Regions from separate parts of the Sus scrofa genome. Here region 2 is linked to region 1. Evidence: chromatin contacts called from public HiChIP or PLAC-seq data. All regions are on one chromosome and are shown on one strand. Each heading gives the region's core, a stretch centred on a gene start, on an enhancer-like site or on the middle of the called end of the contact. The rest is flanking DNA. Distances are from core to core; before and after follow the strand shown.

Region 1 (6,296 bases), core at 3,558-6,057:
GCAGGTTGGTCAGTGGCTGGTGAGTGGACAGGACCCCGTGAGGCAGGGAGGTGGCGGTGGGGACAAGGTCAAAGGCAGGGTCTGTGGAAGCGGGTGGCTGGTAAGGAGGAGGTTTCGTGACTCAGATACTGGGTGGGTGCCGAACAGAAGGCAGGACAGCCCTGGCCACACACCCTTCCGCAGATTTTATAGGACACTTCCTAGTAATGGATTGTTGGATGCCGTTTCCCAGGACATTTTGCTGCAGCCCAAGGAACTGACCACTTGTCTTCTATGGCTGTACATTAAATTCGCAGGAATCCAGGACCTGTAAACTGTATATAGAATGTACGTTTCCAGTAATATGGGAAGGAAGAGACACACACACCTAGAACTCCCGAGAGTGCAAAAGGACCACATTTTCAAATCTCTGTTTATGTCAGCCATAGATCTCTCTGAGCTATTTGAGGAGACTCATAAAAATCTATGGAGTGGCTAGATTTTTCTACCACGGAGGAGGAGTGGTTCTTAGTGGCCAGTTTTTCACGATGGCATGTATTACTGACTATTTTGTTCATAAAAATACATATTGGATTACTATGTGTGTTACAGGTTAGTGAACTAGAAAGCATGTCAAATTGCAAAGAAAAATTCCAATAAAGTGGATTTTCAATAATAAACATAAATTAAATAATAAAAATTTAAGGCCAAGCAGAAGAATGCAAAATGTGAAAACCTGAGATTCTTCTTCTCAGAGATGAGGCACCTCCTTTGGCACCCGATCAGACCCTGTCTGTATTTTCAAGCACACGCGGCGATTTTTAAGAGAGAAATCCTCTCTGCAATGATCACCTGGTCCCTGTGTTACTTGGCACAGCTTGTGTTTTTAGCAGACCTTTGGGAGAGGAGCGCAGGGGAACAGGGGCAGCTTGTTCAGCCTCAGCAGAACCCCGAGGACATAAAAGAGCCGACCGTAAAATCTGCCCAAAGTGACCTCTGCAAACGCACGCTTTCCTGAGGCAGCGGGATGTGGGGGCAGAATGGACCACCCCTGTTCCCATGGGCATTCTCAACTTGGCCTCTTGCTTTTCAAGAATCCTTTGCTCCTGGCTCTTAAATGGAAGGCTGATCTGAGTTATAATTTGTAGGACAGGATCTTCAAAGGGATTAACAGACAGCCCTGAAAAGGACGTGTATGCAGATACAATGTGGTGCCTTCAAACCCCACCTCACCAAGGACACACGAGACCTGCCATCATGGTGGCATCCCCCGAGGGCCGTGGTCTTCTTGCTTTAGGGGCTGTGGACCCTCTGTGAGCAGATGGAGCTCCAGGCCCTTGCTCTGTATGGGAACACACCTAGAAAGCATGACTGCAGCTTCGCTGTCCAGTCCAGCCAACCCAAACTTAAATACAGTTCCAAATATCTCAAGCAGAGCTTCTGGGCAGTGTTGCCAAGTGGGGGTTCTGAGGAGGATGGGAGGGGTTTCCACGAACTACTCTGGGCTCACCTGTTCTCGGGGCAGAGCTACGTGGCTTTGTTGTACTGCGTTTCTCTCCAGGTCTCTCTGGGGCCTCTGATAAGTTCACATTCATGGGGCCTCTTTGCCTTGTGCCCCTGATGTCTTCCCTCCAGTGGGAAGTGGGGGCCATGGCACCCCCCGACACAGGGCTCAGAGCAGAGCTGCTCTGTGGGAGGTGCAGGGCTGGAGCTGAAAGTACGCTGTGGATCCCTTCCCCATGCAAGACAAGGGGACCCAGTGGCTGTGGCAATGAGCTGAGGTGACTACACCACCGTCCCAGGGTGGCCTCTGGGAGGAAGACCAGCTGCAGTGCTCGGGGTGTGGCAGGAGCAGTGCTTCCTGCCAGCCCCACAAGTTCCCTGTGGCCGGTGGCTGCTCCACCTGCACCAGGTCCTGTGGGTGGTCAGACCTGCAGGGAGGGCCAGGCAGGCTGGGGTGGGTGCAGCTACGTGACTTCACAACCCTGCCTCACCCAACAACACTAGCCATTGTTTCAAAATCAGGTTTTATTTTAAAATTTGTGTTAACCCCCTAAAGCCAGGGTTGTTTTTTTTTTTTTTTAAGAAAATAATCTTTTTTTAGGAGTTCCCTGGTGGCTCAGTGGGTTAAGGATCAGGCATTGTCACTGTTGTGGCTCAGGTAGCTGCTAGGGCAAAGATTCGATCCCTGACCCTGGAACTTCTGTGTGCTTTAGGCACAGCCAAAAAAAAAATTTTTTTTTTAAATTATGGAAGTTTCTCTACAAATACAATAGTAAAGAGAATAGAGCAAGAGTCCTGCACCATTGTCAGTGTGGCCCCAACCTGCTTCCTCTGTGCCCACCCTCTGCACCCTCAGTGTCCAGACCCCACAGAGTTATTCCAAAGCCAAGTCCAATATCATTTTTTCTCTTTTTTTTTTTTTTGTCTTTTTGCCTTTTCCAGGGCCATTCCCGTGGCATATAGAGGTCGGGAACAGATGGTTTTACCTAAAAGCCATGACATTCCCCACCAAATTATAACTCTTTTTATTTACTGTCTAGTATTCTTCATTGATATAATATCTTTCCAAAAGTCATCCATTTTTCTCCCTTTTTTTGGGGGGTCTTTTTAGGGCCACACCGGCAGCATGTGAAATTTCCCAGGCTTGGGGTCAAATCGGAGCTGCAGTTGTCGGCCACAGCCACAGCCACAGCAATGCCAGATCTGAGCCGCATCTGCGACCTACACCACAGCTCACCGCAACACTGGATCCTTAACCCACTGAGCAAGACGAGGGATCGAACCCCCAACCTCTTGGTACCTAGTCAGATTCATTAACTAGTGAGCCATGACAGGAACTCCCCAAGTCCAATTTCATACCATTTCAGGCTTCAGTTGTGAATTCTAGCAGAGAAGGGTATAAAAACACATCTTGTGATACCGTCAGCCTACATACACCATCATTACCTACGTCACGCAGTGTTGTCAGTATCACCATGTCCTGATTGTTTCAGGAACACCTTTTTACACAAGTTTTGTTCAAAACGGGATCCAAGCAAGTTCTGCGTGTCACATTCAGCTGATAGGACTCATATGTCTCTTTCACCTGGGACTAAAGATCCGTGCGGTCAAGTACACCAGTTTCGCTTGTGTGTGTGTCACATGTGCGTCCAGAGCCACTCAACCAAGGCCCAGATGGAGATTCAGGTCACCTCCCCCACACCCCTCCCCCAGAGCCTCTGCCGGTGCAGGAGGGGGTCCTCTGGTCCAGCAGCTCACAATACACGGGTCTCCATCTGTCCTTGAACTTCACACAAGCAGGATCTCTTCCTTCTTTTTCTTTTTTTTTAGTTTTCAAAGGTTTTACTTTTTCAGTAAGCTATGCAGGTATCAGAATAGAGATGGTATTTACTCCTGAAATAAGACATTTCTAATAAAGTCAGGTGTGTCCTTTTGCTCAAAGTCACGTCTGCGAGAGTCACCTCTGTTGTTTTTGTTTGTTTGGTGCTGTGTGCCTGTACTAGTCCGTTGGTGAATGCTGGAATGCATTCTCTCAACGATACCAATTGGGCGATTATTAATCATGAGTATCCTACTCCATGCATTTGGGTGACGTAAACGCCCCTCCGTGAAATGTCAGGATGGCCGAGTAGGCGTAGTTTTGTTTTTGGAAAGACTCCCAAACATTTGCCAAAGTGTTTGAATTCCAGTTGCTCCACATCCTTGCATGCACTGGGTATTTATTTATTTTTAACCCATTTTGACGTGTAGCACTGCCTCTCTGTGGCTGTAATTTACATTTTCCTGATGACTAATGGTGTGGCGTATTATAAACAGCTAGCTGGAAATCTTACTTTGTGAATTACCTACGTAGATAATTTTGTTTGTGTTTAAAATGTGGCTTATTTGTTTCTGAAATATTTCCATACATCTAACATGTGGCTTTTCCCCCAAATGTCAGGAGGAGCACAAACCACTTAAATGGACTAGAAAGGAGTAGGTTAGGAGCAGATAGTCTGGGGGTAAGAACTGAGATGAAACACTGCGAACATGATAAAAATATCAGCTCACTTAGTGACTTAGAAAGGATGAGATTGAGCTCTAGGTTGAGCCAAAGGCATCTATTCCTAGGGAACAAGCTGAGTATAAAATACAACACAACAACTTAGTGACATGTATGAATGATGAAAAATTGGAGTTCCCATCGTGGCTCAGCAGTAACAAACCTGACGAATATCCATGAGGATGCGGGTTCCATTCCTGGCCTTGATCAGTGGGTTAAGGATCTGGTGTTGCCATGAGCTGTGGTGTAGGTCGCAGACGCGGCTCGGATCCTGTGTTGCTGTGGCTCTAGTGTAGGCTGGCAACTGCAGCTCTGATTTGACCCCTAGCCTGGGAAATTTCACATGCTGCCAGTGTGGCCCTAAAAAGACCACCACCACCAACAAAAAAGGACGAAAAATGGATGACTCTTGAAAAGATATTATACCAACGAAGAATACTAGACAGTAAATAAAAAGAGTTATAATTTGGCAGGGAATGTCATGGCTCTTAGGTAAAATCACTCCCTGAAAAACATCTGTTCTACTCTTTTTAGCCCGTGACTGGGCTCAGGCCAACACGTGACATGAAATAGCCTTTGCTTAGCCAGGGCTTTTTAAATATTTAGAAAAGTCCTCCTATTGTCTTTAATGATAGTCTTATTGTGTATAAATCGCAAGTGATGGCTTCCTGAGGTTTCCTGTCTTATCAGCCTGACTGTCCCACCTCCTTTGTAGGACAGTGGTTGAGGCCAGTCTTGTTGGGCGGGAATTTCCTGCCGGGCGGTGCCTTTCCTGAAGGAAAAGTGAGGCCAGCCCAGCCGAGGGGAGGCAGGCAGCGCTCGGAGCTGTTGGAACCATCTCCCCTGAGGGCCATCCTCATGGGGAGCCAGCAGGGGGCCTCCGGAGACTTCTCAGCCCACTGGACATCATGACCCAGCCGGCCCAGGGCAGTGCCAGCCTCCGCTTTGTCCACGGGCGGCTGTGTCAGGCAGGCTGGGCAGGTGCCTGGCTCAAGGCTGTGGGGTCTGAGGAGGGGGCCTGCCTGGCAGACTGGCTCCCAGCCCCACGCTGCCTGGGTGGGCACTGGGGAGCCACTTGGAGGGTGTGGGAGGAAAAGATGTGAGCTTAGGACGGAAAAAGAGTTTAGGACGTGAAAGGAGGTGGGCGGGGGGAGGGCAGCGTGTCAGAGCCCAGGCCCTGGACCAACCTGGAGGCAGCCTCTTGGTGAGGCAGGGTTGGGAGGCAGGGCTGGGGGCCGGTGCAAGGCTGGGGGCTGCCTGGCCCGTGTGCAGGCAGAGCCTGACTCTGAGGTCAGAGGGGCTCCGTTCTGGGCCACCTGAACCTCAGCAGGATGCGGAACCTCTCTGGGCTCAGCAAGAGAATGAGGCCGAGCCTTCCTTGGAGGGATATTCTTTTTAGGAGTCGACTTCAAAAAATGCACAACCTGGAGTTCCCATCATGGCACAGTGGAAACAAGTCTGACTGGGAATCATGGGGTTGCGGGTTCGATCCCTGGCCTTGTTCAGTGGGTTGGGGATCTGGTGTTGCCATGAGCTGTGGTATAGGTTGCAGACGTGGCTTGGATCTGGTGTTGATGTGGCTGTGGCATAGGCCAACAGCAACAGCTCCAATTAGACCCCCTAGCCTGGGAACCTCCATGTGCCATGGGTGTGGCCATAAAAAGACAAAAGCCAAAAAAAAGAAAAAAAAAGGCGCACGTTCCCAAAGAAAAAGCTAGCCCCAAAGCCACAGACTACATGGCTCAACAAAACAAAACAAAACAAAAATACAAAAAAATAAAAATGCGCAACCTGAATGTTGAGAGTTAAGTTTTGTTTGGGGTGAAATTAGGACTTAAGTCTGGAAGACAGCATCTCAGGCCGTCCTGAGAAACTGCTCCGAAGAGGCTGCGAAGGGGGAAACTGGGATATATGAGTTTTTGCAACAAAGGGAAGGTAGTAGGAACACACGATTTACAGAAAACCAGTTTCTATGGGAAGGTGTAATAATCTGGGCTCCCTGGATTCCCTGCTTTGCTGGGCACCTCCACTGAGGGCCTGTCTTCTTTCTGTCTTTCCTGAGTTCCCTCAGGGCTCGCTGGCCCACCCTTGGGAGTGACTGCATTCTCAGGTGACTGTGACATCCTTTGTTTTGTCCACTTAACTACAGCCCAGGAGGCCGTATTTCAGACAGCTCTGAAACGCTGCCCCAAAGGGGAAAGGGGAAATGTCAAGACATAAATCATAAAGGGGAAGGGGGTATAAAGCCATGCACACAGGACTTCCCGTGGTG
Region 2 (6,077 bases), core at 853-3,352, 150 kb after region 1:
CGCAGCTGGTGTTCCAGGCCCTCCTGGTCAGCAGTCTGTCCCCGGCGTTGGACTGTGGGGAACAAAGTGGGGCTATTGGAAGCTGCTGCCCAGCCATGCAGTCTGGACCCCAGACATGCGGGGTGGGAGAGACCCTTGCCCACGCCTGCCATGGTCACTGCCCGCCCCCCGTGACCACTTCCTTTACCTGTAGGGGTTCTCCGCTGCCCTGCTCTCCGCTCGCTCTGGAACCCAGGCATAGCTGTCTGCCGCATTCTTTGGCTTCTCCTTCTCCTCCCTCTTGGCTCTGCGCTTTCGATAGACCAGCAGCCCTAGAGCCAGAGCCAGCAAGAGCAGGATGGCTACCACGGTGCCCAGGATGTAGAACAGCAGCAGCTTCTGCCCGTCCGTGCCACTGTCACTGTGTTTGGCTGTGAAATCATCACCGGTAGACTCTCTTTGGCCAGGCGTGGCCAGGGGTCCCACTGGGGACCAGACACTACGGGTCCCACTGGGGACCAGCATCTCGGGTGGAGCAAGGGAGGTGCGGACATGTCGGGGGAGAGACGATCTCCCGGTTGTGGGCACCACCCATGTGGTTTCGGAGGTGCCTTCAGGGTCCCCAGTGGGACTCGATGCTGTGGCAGAAGACACATGCTCCCCTTCTCCATCTCCTGTGTCCTGTACTTGGGGGGTTCCGGCTGACGGTGCTGGCGACGTGGGGCCCCCGGTGCAGGAGACCCCGTCGGGGGCCAGCTCCCAGCCTGGGAGGCAGCCACAGCGGAAGGACCCCTCCGTGTTTAAACATAAGCCGCCACAGCGCCTGGCCCCCTGGCCCTCACACTCGTCCAAGTCCAGGCACTGGGTGCCTTCCTCCCCGGCCAGGATGTAGCCGTCCTCACAGGAGCAGGAGAAGGAGCCGATGGTGTTGGTGCAGCCCTGGGCGCAGGGCGAGCGGCCGGGGGCACACTCGTCCACATCCTGGCAGGCCCCCTCTCCAGGGCCGCCGGGCTCGTAGCCCACCCAGCACTCGCAGCGGAAACTCCCCGGCGTGTTGACACACTCCTGGGTGCAGGGAGCATCCTGACACTCGTCCACGTCCACACAGTCCCGCCCAGTCAAGTCCAGCTGGTAGCCTGGAGGGCAGTGGCACCTGAAGTCCTTCCCGAGCTGCACAGGGACACACGTGGCCCCCCCTCTACAAGGGCTGGAGCTGCAAGGGTTCCGGGAGGCACAGGAGACCAGGTCGTCCAGGAGCCGGTACCCCGGCCGGCAGCCACAGCGGAAAGAGCCGTCCCCCCCTTCAAAGCAGTCCTGCTCACAGCCCCCATTGTTGAAGTCGCAGCCAAGCTTGGGGCTGATGCAGAGGGGCCCTGAGCTGTTCCACTCGAACACATTGGGGGCCTTCTCCTTGCATAGGAAGTAAGGCTGCTGACTCTCGTCCCTGTCCCCACAGGCGACGTGGGCCATGGAGCCGAAGGGCACAGCCTGCAGGGTGGAGCTGGTGGCCTGGAAGGGGGTGGTGTAGGTCACCTGGCCCGGGCCCCCCAGGGCCAGCGGCCGGCACATGCCTTTGAAGCTGAACTTGCACACAAAGCCCTCGACGCTGTTTCCGGGAGATCGGGAGCTCCCGCACGGGCCCTCGGCCCACTTGGAGAGGCGGCTGGCCAGGGCGGGCGTGGACAGGTCCAACAGCAGGGACACGCAGCGCTTCGAGATGCAGGAGTTCTTGGCCTCCTTGTGCCAGTTGGTGTATGGCGTATCCTCCACGCCATCCACCCAGCGGAAGCCCTTCAGCGGCAGGTCACTGTCCAAGCACTTGCCCTTGTCTCGCTGGAGCCCAATCCAGAACCGGCCCATGCGCTCTGCCAGGGGCGCCCCAGGCTGCAATAGCTGGGCCAGGGTGCCCTGGACGTGCCGGGCCTCCTCCTCGCTCTTGAGCGTGGCCAGGTTGCCCCCCTTCTTGTCGCAGTGGAGCTGGGCTTCATCTGCACTCAGCTTGCCCCAGTGGGCCGAGTAGCAGGCAGTCCCCACACAGACCACGGCCTCCTGGCTGGTGGCCCCCTCCCGGGGCTGGACCAACAGCAGCAGCAGCAGCAGCAGCAATCCGGGGGAGGTAGTCATTGCGGCCTCCGTGTCTCCCTGGGCGGGAAGCTGGCAGCCGGTCCGTGATGGCAGGAGCCGGGGCTGAACTCGGAGGAGAGCCGAGGGCTCAGATGTGGACGCTCCGTCACAGAGAAGGACACAAAGGCTGAGGGCTCTCTGCGGCCCCCTGACCCAAGGCGCATCCTGTGCTGCTCGCTTCTTATCCCTCACCGGATACGGGGGCTTCCTGTGCTGAATAGCTTCTGACTCCTGTTGCCTTCATCACGGTTTTGTTGTTCATAAAAGGAGCCAGGCAACGTCGCTGGGTCCCAGCTAAGGAAACGCAGGGCGTGGGGGGAGACGTTTGTTTGCAGCTCGGAGACACCGGCTGCTTTATTTGGGGTCCGTCCTCTTTCTCATCCGCACAAGGGCACGCTGCAGAAAGAGTGGGGATTTTGGGGGCTTGGAACTTGAGAAAGCTCACTTTGTAACCCATAATAAAATTCCACTTTGGTTTGCAAACTACCAGAAGAGAGAAAAAAAAATCCTCGGACTTGAGACATGAAGCCATGGATGGTTATAATTTTCAGCCTTTTTTAGAAGCAAACTGGACTTCCCTTTGCCGCTGTCATGTTCTCTTTGGCTTTGCCAGTCTTTTTTCTCTTATTCCTCCCATCGTGAACTTTAAATAGATAGGCAATTTTTAAATAGGAACTGGGCCGTGGGAATGTCTGACTTTCTAACACAATGCCAACTCCTCGAGAACATTAAACCAAATTGGGTGAAATTTGGCAGTTTTCAGGGTTTCGTAGTGCAAATACTGTGTTAGGAAGTGGCAGCCTCACAAAACAGCACCAGAAAGGAAAAATGAGAATGTTTCTGGCCTCGTGACCCTGGGCTTGCAGGCCTGTTTTCCGTCAGCTTGGGGTTATGGGAAGGGCGGGAGATCTGGGCCCAGAATCCCCTTCCTTCTGACCAAGGCACTGACCTCCTTCTGCACAGCGACTCGTCATAGGCTCTTGACACAAAGGATGCTTTCCTGCGATGGCAGATGTGCTCTGCCCATCCGGGCTGTCACTGGTTGGGGTCCCTGAGAAGTAGACCCCAAGACAAGGTTTGGGACAAGCAGTTTATTTGGGAGGGAAAGTGAGACGGAGATAAGGAAGGGGCCAGCCCCAGGGTGACACTGAATGAGCAGTGTCCCTGGGACACCCCTGTAGACTGTGGACCCCACTCCGAGTGTGCCCTGCCAGGCCAGGGGAGGGGCTAGGCACGCCTTCTCTGCTTCCCTCCCCTCGGCGCTCTGCCGCAGGTGAGGACCCGGGGCCCAGAGGGAGCACTCAGGCCGAGTTTCAGGAACTGCCAAGGGGCTGCAGCTGAAGCCACAGCCTCAGCAGCATGGGATCTCCCCAGAAATTTGAGTTAGGGTGTTGTGGGGGCTGGGAACGCACTGGCTTTCAGCCCCTACCAGAGATTAAGTACCCTTTCTAGGGTTGGAGGCCCCTCAGAGGGTGCCCCTTATCTCTCTTTTATGTTAATCAGATATTTGTAAGAGTCCAGAGATGCTTTTGTTTTTTTTCTTTTTTTTTTTTTTTTTGGTCTTTTTAGGGCCACATCTGCAGCATATATGGAGATTCCCAGGCAAGGGGTCGAATTGGAGCTACAGCTGCTGGCCTAGGCCACAGCCACAGCAATGCAGGATCAGAGCCATGCCTGCAACCTACACCACAGCTCACAGCAGCACCAGATCCTTAACCCACCGAGTAAGGCCAAGGATCGTACCTGCATCTTCATGGATGCTAGTCATATTCTCTAACCGCTGAGCCAAAATGGGAACTCTGAGAGATGCTTTTTTTAGACCCTATAGATTTTTTCCTGTGCTCTTTAGTGCCCATGGAGAGCCAGTCAGCCAGCCAGCCATCATCCATCCATCCTTCTATCCATCTACCCATCAATACACCCATCCATCCTCCTATCACACTCACCCATCCATCTATCCACCCACCCACCTGCCCATCCATCAGTCCACCCAACCACCCACTCACCCATCCATCCATCCATCTTGACATCCAGCCATCCAACCAATGCTGATTAAGGATTCTTGATGTGTTGGGCTCAGCACTAGGATTCTTTTTTTTTTTTTTTTTTTTTTTTTGTCTTTTTGCTATTTCTTGGGCCGCTCCCGCAGCATATGGAGATTCCCAGGCTAGGGGTCTAATTGGAGCTGTAGCCACCGGCCTACACCAGAGCCACAACAACTCGGGATCCGAGCCGCGTCTGCAACCTACATCACAGCTCACGGCAATGCCAGATCGTTAACCCACTGAGCAAGGGCAGGGACCGAACCCGCAACCTTATGGTTCCTAGTTGGATTCGTTAATCACTGCGCCACGACGGGAACTCCAGCACTAGGATTCTAGGAGAAAACTCCTGCCTTGCTGACCCTTGAAATCTCTTAGCATGAACAGATTTGACCATGTTGAAACAGCTGTGACAAGTGGCTCAAGGTGTCAGAAGAGGTCCTGGCCTGATGGGGGTGGGCAGCCGGGAAGAATGGCAATGAAGCTGGAATCCAAAGGAGGAGTAACTAAGAAGGGAAGAGATGTCCACATGGAGAACAGCAGGTCCCAAGGCCCTGCGGTGGGCAGGTCGTGACCTTCTTAAGGGAGCAGAGGAAGGACAATCAGACTGGAGCCTGTGGAAGGAGGAGCCTGGGAGCCCAGGCAGTGTCGACTGGGGGCTTTTTTCTGAAATCCAAGGGGAAGCGCTGAAGGGCCAGCCTTGAGGAGGGGTCCCTCCCGCCGTGCAGTGGGAGTGGGCATTCGGCAGTCACCTGCAGGTTCAGACATAGATGAAGCTGTGTCTTTCCTTTTTGTGTCAGAGTAAAGTGACTGAAAAATATTTTTTTGAGGGGTTCCCTTTGTGGCGCAGCAGAAACAAATCTGACTAGTATCCATGAGGATGGGTGTTCGATCCCTGGCTTCACTCAGTGGGTTGAGGATCTGGCATTGCCGTGAGCTGTGGTATGGGTTGCAGACTCGGTTGGGATCCCGAATTGCTGTGGTGTAGGCCAGCACCTCTTGTTCCAATTCAACCCCTAGCCTGAGAACCTCCATAGGCCGTGGCTGCCACCCTAAAAAAGCAAAACAACAACAACAACAAAAATTTAATAAAAAACTAAAGAAGAAATAAAGAATGAAGGTAACTTCACTGTGCTTCTGTGTGGGCTGTTGCACTGACCCACCCAGGTACGGTGTTCCTTGTGGCCAAAGCCACTCAAGGACCTAATCCCTGAGGTGGCTTTTGCCTTTCCAGCTGTTCTGCATCAAAGGGATAGAACACGTCTGCCCCGGGTTCAAATCCTACTCAGCCGCTCTCAGGCTGTGTGACCTTAGACCTGCTGCAGACCTCTCTGTTCACGCACAACAGTCCATGGCGGTCCCCCGCACCTCCTGGGGCTCTGTGAGGGTTCAGCGGGCTCACCTGACCAGCTGAGCCCACCCGAACTCTGCCTCCAGCAATTGGAATTGGAGCCTCAGTTTAGCCACTGGCTGGCTTTGGGCTGGGACCCAAGTTCTGCACCTCCAGAAGGCTTGGGGTCCTGGTCCATCAAAGGGTCGCGGGGGAGCATAGGGACAGGAATCCTGAGGCCATCAGGCCCTGGGGGGGATCTGATGAAAGAAGCTGAGCGGCAGCAGACATTTGCAGACTCAGATGCTGTTCTTATGCAGTGAAGCAGGGAAAAGGTAGTGCCCACACCTCCACCTGGCCCCGCCTCCCCACCTCCCCACCTCCCCACGGGGCAGCCCTGAGCAGGAAGGAAACTCTGTTACCCTGGCTGCAGACTGGCAGCTTTTCTTTTTCAAAGACCCCCCAGCCCCGCCCCCGGGAGCTTTGTTTGGCTCCTTGTCTGGGTAAACATTCTTGTCGAGCGTTATTGCTTTTCCACGGTTCGTAAATAGCCTTTGCACATAATTTATCATGCACAGTATTTACAAAAACTTGACTGGGCT

What was found. HiChIP or PLAC-seq counts read pairs in DNA pulled down with a chosen protein or histone mark.
Region 2: an H3K27ac HiChIP or PLAC-seq map of skeletal muscle shows a contact between it and region 1, with 4 times the contacts expected there. The contact joins the promoter of CD93 here to the enhancer-like site in region 1. A contact is called at or near these places in 5 of 47 Hi-C or Micro-C datasets (epiblast stem cells, psoas muscle, retroperitoneal adipose tissue and 2 more) and 1 of 2 datasets of contacts at active chromatin or transcription factors (skeletal muscle).

Annotation. Positions count from the first base shown.
Region 1 is chr17:30,079,999-30,086,294 of Sscrofa11.1, forward strand. No RefSeq gene overlaps it. Among named protein-coding and RNA genes, the nearest start is that of FOXA2, 81 kb to the left of the region's middle. Within about 2 kb of position 4,808, at least 14 of the 83 cell types and tissues checked have an H3K27ac peak or open chromatin away from gene starts, as enhancers often do. A contact at or near this core is called in retroperitoneal adipose tissue, skeletal muscle and subcutaneous adipose tissue, where this site is marked.
Region 2 is chr17:30,237,490-30,243,566 of Sscrofa11.1, forward strand. It overlaps CD93 (CD93 molecule), which reads right to left and starts at 2,103. Exons shown (of 1, transcript NM_001315577.1): 1 at 184-2,103. The coding sequence starts at 2,103. The coding sequence ends at 184.